Regions from separate parts of the Oryzias latipes genome. Here region 1 is linked to region 2. Evidence: chromatin contacts called from public Hi-C data. All regions are on one chromosome and are shown on one strand. The core of a region is the stretch at or near the end of the contact, and the rest is flanking DNA. Distances in the headings are between cores, read along the strand shown.

Region 1 (4,474 bases), core at 635-3,134, 39 kb after region 2:
GTGTGTTTTTATGTTTCTTACTTGCTTGAACTGCTAAACTCTGCATGAATCCTCTCCAGCTTCTGTTTGTAAACGTTCACCTCCTCTGCTTTGGGGAGCTCATACTTCTTGAGGAGGCTTTTTGTTCCTGCATGTGCCAAACGCATGAATTCAAAACATCATACAGGAATAACAGCACAACTCTGCCATCTAGTGGTGTTACACTGAAGTGCAAGTTGACTTACGCCTCATTAAGTCGAAAATCTTTGAGAGGGAATCTTTGTCGTCTTTCAGTCCCAAGCACTCAGTCAGGTAGCTGGGGAAGGAAAATAAAATAGGATTTTAGTTTTAAAAAATATATATAAGAAAAAAACTTTTTTGCACCAACTGAGCTTATAATTTAGAAATATCTGAAAAGGAGGAAATGTTCAGAGAATTTTCTTCAAAATATTTGTCACCACCTTCATTTGATCAATTTCTTTCCAGAATAATGTATACCTTTTCCATTTAAATTCCAAGTTTCAACTTGCAAAACCTAATTTGTTTTTCTAATTAAGTTGAATTTCACATACATTGTTGTTAAGGCTAAAGCAAACCTGCCTTTCCATGCTGAGGCCAGCTCTTAAAGCGCTATTCAGAATAGCTGTCAGAGCGATCTGAGAGGGAGAACACAGCAGTCCGGCATCCGTCATGACCGCCTGGGTCAGAAAGTCATCAGCACTCTTCCTCAGTGACTCTGGGTTCTCCAGTGCAGGATAGCGAGTCTAAAAGACAAAGAACACGGATTAAAAACTGGCGATCTGGAGTGACATTCAGCTCTCTTCTGTAAGGTACAAACCTTGAGGTCGATGAGCAAACCCTCTAGCGGTCTGTAGGGGTTGTGGACCACGAGATGAAAACTGAGTTGTTGGATTAACAGCAGTTCATACTCCAGGATTTGCTGAAGAACCCGTTCTTGTCCAGCTGGCGTCTCATGCAGGAGATTGCCCACAAACTGGGTGCTGGACACGTTGAACTCGTCCACTTTGCAGGCCAGGTATGCACACGTCAGCCTGGACAAGAAGGTACGTCAACAGCTGGAAACGTACATGCATGTTTGTAATATATGAACAAACGGAATCGTTCCCATCTTCCTGCAGAAACATCACATTTGCATTTAAACTTTTAGAATGAACCATTCGCATCTTTGAACCGAATGTTTAATGTCTTATCCTTTCCACAGTGACAGTCACTGACATGATGATCCTTGGGTGGTGCTCCATAACAGAGTTGTTGAGGTAGAACCTCCGGAAGTACATGATGGCAGTGCCCTAGAAAAAAAGATGGGCTCCAGTAAGAGTTAGTCGAGTCTGTACACATGAAAAAAAAGAAATGAGACACACACGCACCACAACAGACTTGGGCATTGGAGGCTTAAAAGCGCTGCAGAAGTCCAGGAGTCTCCTCTCATAATGGCGGAATAAAACGTCTTCTTCGTTCCGTTTCAAGAACATGGACTCATACATACCTGCCTGATTTCAAATAAATGTTTAATTAAAAAAGAAAATCGCGTTTTTCCCCCAAACCGTTTACATTAAACGTTTTAAAATGCTTAAAAGAATGTTACCTACCTTCCCACTTTCTATGACTTTTTTACGAAATGCCTCATTGGCACTGCATCTTTTCTGCTCAAGTTCAGCCTCACTTTTGAAGATCCAGTACTTTCGCTGAGAGCTGTTGTGATACATGGCGGCTTCTGATTTACGAGAGCTAAAACCACAACATAATCCTAAAGTAGCTTTATGTATTTTACCACACGGAAATCCTTGAACGATTAAAGTAATCAGCGTAGTGTAAAAGTAGTTAAATCGGGCTGTGTGTTGTTCACCCCCAAGTAGTAGTGAGGACGTCGCGCGATATTTACGTAATGCGGACCCTTGTTGATGACGCATTTACCGTGCTTCCTGTATTAGTGCGTGCTATGATTTTTCCTTATGAAATACTCAATTTCTCATTTTATTTAAACTTATTTATAATTATGTTTCTTTAATATAAAGTTAACAAAATGTTGAAGTGTACACATTTTTACCTCACTTATTTTTAACGGCATGAATTGGACAAACAAATTGTTGAGGTGGAAAGCAATTATTTTTCTGTAAATATTGACCTTTAAGTCTTTCCTCCTAAACAAAATCAGAATAATTAAATGTAATGGACTCACTGATGTGCACACAATCATTTTGAAACATAATTTAAAGTACAAACATCCTTGTTTATTTTTTTTGCTATTGTAACATTGTACCAGTGTAGATGGTCTCCAACAGACTCAGAAAGTATGTTTTAGCCAGAGCCACTCCGCCACCAGTAGTGTTTCTGCATACCGTAATTTGCATAAACATGAGTAATTTATGAATAATAAATGCCCTAGCATTCAGCTGGAGCTGATAATTTGCATATCAGTGCCGCCTTAGTGCCGTGTTATCATGAAGCCCTTCAAGCCTGCATAAACCAAAATCAAAGAAATAGTGCTTTAACAGGTATGTGCTGAAGACTTTTTTTTTTTTTTTTTTTTAAGAAATAACACTAATCTTTCCACAGGCGTAGAGACGCGGCGCGTGCGTCTGAGCTGACAGACAAACGCCTTATTACGTGCGGTGCAGTTGCTGCGAGCACGGCTCTCGCCCGTATATACATGGCTCGGGTTGCCCTGAGAATTGCATAAACATGAAGCGCTGATGCATTATTGATGACACCTTTGCAGCGTTTACTGTATGTTTGCGCACTCGTCTGCTCACGTGCACACGCACGTCCATGCGCCCTTCTGTCTGCGTGTGCGTGCACGATTGCTGTTGACAGTCAGGCACCTTTCCACCTGCTATTTCGCATCATTTGGGGTGTGATGACTCATTTGAAGCCTTTAGTCTTGTGTTACATCTTTGTCACGTTTTTTTTCTTTTTTCTTGACTGCTTTCTTTAAATGTTGAACTCTGCAGAATGACTCTTATTCTTTGAATGTGAGCACACTGCAGTTGATTGTTCTGTGTGTGAGTATCTGGTGGTTTAGAATATTTTTTATCAAAGGAATACCATCTTGTGAGTAAATCTAAATCATACGGAGTCTGACAGGCAGCATTTTAATGGAAAATCAGACTTCGGCATTACCAGATCACACATTAGAGCTGCCTGATTAAGTTAGTCCCATCCCATAATCGGCCCTCCCGTCAGTATTTCAGCAGCTTATAGAAGCATTCCCAGATATTTTGCAAAGTTATGGAAAGATTGACAGTGCAGACGAGGCTAAAGGAAAAACCTCCACAGCTCTGATCAATAAGCTCATGTTTTGAAAATTTGTTTCATCGACTAATACACCTCAAATTGATGCACCAAAAAATTAACCCTCAAAACAATGTGGCGATGTGGTTTTTCTGTAGCAAACAAGAGTGGCAATGCAAATGTGGGTGACCCCACTGACGATGCTCATGGGGCAGCCAGGTGAACCACTCCGCCTCTGTGTACCAGATAAAAAAAAAAAAAAAGTGTATCTCCTACATTTGTGTTTTAGGAAGTAGGAAGCCACCTATAGTGGCCTCACCCGCCCTCCCAGATGTTGATGAGGGGACGTTTTCTTGGCCTCTCAGAGGTCAGCCTGTTGGTTCGGGGAATCTACCTGTGCGCTGCATTCTGCGCCCTGCTTTGTGTCCGTACGGTGGTCTAATGTTGGCATTAAAGCATCCAGGCAAACGCTTTTCCTCCCCTCCCCCACCCCATCCAGACACTCAACGCTCCCCCGCCGTCTCTCTAATTGAGCTTTGTGTCTACCTCCATCTTCATTCAAATCCGCACTCATTTGCATACCGCCACTGCATGCTGGACAGCTCCCCAGCTGTACAGTACAGAACTAAATAAGGAACACAGACCCACTTTACGTGATGCGAATACTAAACACAACAGTCGCTTTCCTGCAATGGAAAATTGTGGCTACCTGAGAGATGGAGCAAAGGGAGGCCGCAGTTCCAAATCTGGGCGTTATCAGAAATGCTAATACAATATTGCATTATTTTTGATAAACAGCTGTAAACATTATATTCTGACACATCATTTTCCTAATGATTCACAACATAATCAATAATTTAAACATCTATTTTCTAAACAGAACGTTACAAACCTTTTTTTTTTTAAAGTGATGATTAGAATTATTTTGGCTGTAGCTTTGCAGCTTTAATTTAGACCTTGACCTTCTTTTTTATTTTCTTTCTATCCTGTTAAGGTCTAATTCCCGCTTTCCCCTCATTTCCCTGGTTGAGGTGTTTCACAGGGTTATTTTATTTATTTCTTTATTTGCCGGAGTGCATAGAAACACATAATAATATTGGATTTTAGATGCACTCCTACCACACTTAACAGAACATGCTAAGCACAGCCTTAATGGAAACCTCAGAACCCCAAGGCCAGCTTTCATTTCCAGGGCTCTGGCAGAGATTTGTGACATTTCCACTCATTTCAGTGTTCAATCAAA
Region 2 (4,722 bases), core at 550-3,049:
TATCATATTTTAGTGGAGTAGCGCACAACCTAAAGTCCTACTCCAATCATCTTTTGATCTATTTTAAAGGTGTTCCCAATGGTCTTTTAGTTATTATTACACTGTTTTTAGACAACATCAAAATACCTTTGTCGTTGTCAAGGACAGTTTCTGCAGAGAGGCAGTAGTTAATTAGAGTTGTGGTCAGGACTGTTAGCGGGGAATGAGCCCGCCCCCTCTTCCCTTCATCAATCTGTTTACTCTCTCTCCTTCCGGCTTACAGCCCCTTGCCACCCCAACATAACATCGGTGCAACAAAAATGGCAAGCAATAGTAGATCTAGCCGTACAGTTTAGAAGCAGATGTCAGGACAACGAAGACATACATGTATGTAGTCGTCGATAAGTGGATGCTTCAGTTTGGAGCGGAGCAGGGGGCTTGTGGCTTGCTGTTGTAGGTTCAATGTCACTCCTACAAGCTTTTTTAACAGTATCTTTCGTCTGCTCCTAAATCTAAACAATTTGAATAAAGAAATATTCAGAAATGCAGTTTTGAACTTAATTTTCTTTGTATACATCCTCCATCATTAGTGAATGCCACAAGAACATGTTAAAAACACCCGAAAAAGCTATTCTAAATAACAATTCTCAAAACAACAGTCAGCATCACTACTTCTCATTACCAGGGTTGTCTTGGAGCACTGAGGCCAAACAATTGCATTATCTTCTTGCCTAGAAAAAAACCATTTTACCCTCAAATTTACAGTAATGGGATTTTCATAACATAATCTCCCCTCCTCCTGTAGTAAATACTTGGGTTGTGTGTTTGCTTTGAGCACACATTGCTCTATTTATTATGTATTGCATGACACTAAGGCTCTGCTGCATCACTGCTGGCCAGTTTGACCTGTTCATTGTTTATCACAAACATGCCTAATACCCTAAAACCTGATCATGTAAAAAGCCCAGAAGACTTTCATTATACTATCCAGGCTAAATCCTCAGCAAAGGCACGCTTTTTGAGTATAGATGCCAAACAAATACCCCAAAGCTGGATGTTTGAGTTGGCTAAAGAAATGTGTGTTTTGTATGAGGAATTATTATGAGATTTTTAGTTTGACAAATGAGTTGCAACAAAGCCAAAGCTTTCAAAGGCAGCCCTGAGAGAATTAAGTAGGATTTTCTTTCTTTAAATCTAGTCTGATTTCTTACTTTGTGTTGCATGAAAATGGATTTGTTTACTGCTTATTAGATCTTAAGTCTGGATTTTTGAATACGATCCCCAGTTTAATCTTTTTATGTTTCACCTCTCATACAATTTGATTATTTAACTAATTCTAATTAACTCCACGCTTCTGTTTTATGGCCAAATTTGTGTATTGACACGAATGCTGACAATGATTATGCAATAATTGAATCCACAAAGAGGTTTTTTTTTGTTTTTTTAAGGGATACAGAGAATTTCAATCCAGCATTTCTACACAATGTGAGGTAACATGCTGCACAACAACAAAGTAAATGTCCGCAGCTTCAAGCTACAGTCCCCATATGTTTTGAAAATCTATTTATGAGCATGATACACGTGTTAAAAAGGCATAGAAACCCAGGCCTGTCCCTTCCATGGGAGTACGTGGTGCACTGCTGTGACAGTCAGGACTGAACATGTCCTTGGGGATGCTCCATTATTTACAGCATGCCTTCCTGTGGCCCCGATGAGACATGACAGGAGTTTTCAGGAAGCTCATGAATTAGGCAGAAGGGCCTAAAAGCAGAAGGGGAGGGTTATGAGGTGATGGGGAGAGCCCTGGAGTCACAGAAGAGCAACGGGGTTGCAGATTGCAAAGCACATGTCCACAAAGCCTGAGGAGCCAAAGGGCGGTGAAAGAGGTCAGGGAGGTGAAGCAGGCAGACAGGAAGAGACAAACACAGGCTAAAGGGGGAGGTGACAGAGTGATGGAAAGAGATTTCTTTAATGAAAGTCCTTCTCTTTTATTGAAAATAGTGAGAAAAGAAAAACGAGTGAATGAGCAAAAACATGAGGATTGGGGACAAAATCAGACAAATGAAAGGGGAAAGCAAAAAAGCAGAAGTGCAAAGGATGCAGATAAAAGAAAAAAGATGGAGATGATGCCATGCATTCAGTAAATATTTAGTGGTGTGTAATGTCTCAGCTGTTGATTAAATGGACTGAGAGGTGAGCGACGTTAAATAGATAGAACAACCTAATTCAGACAGTGACTCATCACCTGGCGCAGTTAACCACAAACAGTGCTGGCTTTGAGGGAGTGCAGTTTATGTTTTATTGAAATACCCTGACAACTTTTACAAGGTCAATAACATTTAATTGGTGGATGCTGAAGTCGTGAATGTTTACTTTTGGTGATAATTTTCAACATAAAAGTCTGAAATGTCAAAGAAACAATGATTTGTTTCCATAATAAGCATTGCTCTGTTCTAAATTTCTCACACACACGCTTGTCACACGCTTGTAAATTTTAGGGTTTCAATATTTACAAGTGACTTTATTTTTATTTTTTTCCGGAAGTGCCGTTAATGAGATCCTTTTTAATTGGACGTCAGGGATCTACTGCTCATTTCTTGTGGGATCCCCAGACACACAAAGGAACCGCCCCCAAGCACTGGTGCCAGGGTGATATCATCTGATAATCAACCTCAACTACGGGTACCTAGCCACATGGTGCATTTTTATACAGTGAAAGGTTTTTATCAATCACTTTTCGCAATCAGGTTTTTTTGTTTTTTTACGTTATGTACATATTGATTTACGGTCATTTAAACTGCAAGTCATCAGCATTATATCTACCTGAATGGGTGCCAAATGAATTAGGCTTAATAACTGGAATTGTTTAAAAATGTCTGACCTCAACCTGCATTCGGCTGCTCTTACTGGCAAAATCGAGCCAAATGTAGTAAGCTTGAAGGAGTATCAGCTCTCATTTTAGTTCTTATTGACTGTTTTTAAACTCAGAGCAGACAGTCACTTTAAAAAAATGAAAATATAAGTGGCAGGCCATGTGCATGCAGTCTTTTCCCTCCCTCTAGAAGTGTAACTAAAGAGTGCATGTGCTGTCTGCTCCCCCTTTAACCACCACTCAGCCCATATGTGCATTTGAGTAGCAGCTGCAGACAACCCCAGCTGCCCTCTATAAAGAAAGTAAAAATCTGTGTTGTGCACAAGGAGGCAACCCTTTTTGGTTAGTGCGTGTCTTACAGTCAACACGTCAGGAAAAAACTATAAGGGGAAAGCTTTTTAAGCATTTAACCTGGGAAAACCAGTTATATACATGTTTGAAATCTCACTGCTATTAGAATTCATGCGTAAAAACAGTTTTTTGTCAATATTCAGATGTATTAAATCAGTACATTCATGAACAATAAAGATATCCAGCAACTTTTCCATCTTCCTTGGACATGAAAGAAGGCAGAGCATGAAACATTTGAGCAAAAGGCAAACTAAAATATGTTTTTTAAATGTAATAAATAGGGAATAGTCTGACTAAAGGAAAAGATAAATAAAAATTGTACCAACTGTCTAACAACTAATGACAGCTAAAAAAGAAAATGCACCCAAGTAAAAAGTGTGATATTTGAAGCCACATTTGAAGGACTTCCTGTAGTTACTTGCAGCTTCAACAGACTGCAGAATTACCTTACAACAAGATAACAATCAAAAGCACACCACTAAAATAAGTGGCTTTAGAACAACTCTGTGACTGTTTGTCAAAAGAACAGGCAGACGGCTGGATCCAAATGCAGCAGGTTTATTAACTCAGCTAAAAGTCCAAAAAGCTAAATCAGGGTCAGGCAAGCAGGGGTCAACAACAGGTATGAGATCATCTGAGGAGAGAGAGGGTAATCAAGATCTACGCGAGAGTAAGGGCAGGGAATCAGAGTCAGAGTTAGACACAGGGTGAGGAGACAGAAGATCAGGTTAAGATATAATGCTTGGTAAGGAAAGCAGAATGGCAAAAATAATACTTTGCACTGAGCTTAACTCAGTGCAGTACTTAAGTATGCTCTGGTTGATGAATGAGAGTCTGTGCGGCATCCAGGAAGTGTGCGCTGGGGTTGCTGGGAGTTGTAGCATGGCTAGAACTCTGGGGAGACAGACTTTGTTTTTGACTGACCCAGCCAGAGCCCTGACCTAAACCTAATTGAGCATCTCTAGAGAGAGCTGAAAATGGCTTGGCACCAACGTTCACCATTGAATTCGACGCAGCTGGAGAGGATCTGCAAGGAAGAAGGGCAGAGGATCCCCACATCCAGATGGCACAAACTTGTTGCATCGTTACTAAGAAAACAACTCATGGTTGTAGCTCTAAAGGGTTCTTCTAACTGAGCAAAGGGTCTGAATATTTATGACCATTTGATTTTTACGTTTTTTCATTTTTGTGAAGGTTTGAAGAAATGTTTTCACACACATTATTGAGAAATAAAAGGAACTTTCCTGAGTAAAAATTCAAAAGGGTGTGAATACTTTCTGTATCCACTGTATTTAGGTTGATGCCCAATCTTGAGTTTTTTTCTAACTTTAAAAATGTTAACATTCAGAAACAGCATAAGAAGGGTTAATTAATCCATTAAAGTCGTGTAAGAAAGCATCCTCTGCCTCCAGGAGAACCAGAGCTCCAATTATTCTTCCATGTGTCTCCCAGACACTTTTTTAATTTTATGTCAATCCAGTTTTTCCATTATATATTCAAGTTCTGAAGTGACTACAAGT

The links. A called contact is a pair of places that touch in the nucleus more often than the background predicts.
Region 1: a contact with region 2 is called in a Hi-C map of gastrula embryo, with 2.2 times the contacts expected there. The contact joins the promoter of ccnh here to the enhancer-like site in region 2. A contact is called at or near these places in 5 of 5 Hi-C or Micro-C datasets (embryo, fibroblasts and gastrula embryo).

The regions. Positions count from the first base shown.
Region 1 is chr9:14,757,197-14,761,670 of ASM223467v1, forward strand. ccnh (cyclin-H) reads right to left here and starts at 1,885. Exons shown (of 9, transcript XM_011479266.3): 1 at 1,590-1,885; 2 at 1,368-1,490; 3 at 1,216-1,289; 4 at 818-1,031; 5 at 580-743; 6 at 225-295; 7 at 22-127. The coding sequence starts at 1,706. It overlaps LOC105354748 (a long non-coding RNA gene), which reads left to right and starts at 1,951. Exons shown (of 4, transcript XR_909303.3): 1 at 1,951-2,495.
Region 2 is chr9:14,718,397-14,723,118 of ASM223467v1, forward strand. No RefSeq gene overlaps it. Among protein-coding and RNA genes, the nearest start is that of rasa1, 11 kb to the right of the region's middle. Within about 2 kb of position 1,800, at least 4 of the 8 cell types and tissues checked have an H3K27ac peak or open chromatin away from gene starts, as enhancers often do. A contact at or near this core is called in embryo and gastrula embryo, where this site is marked.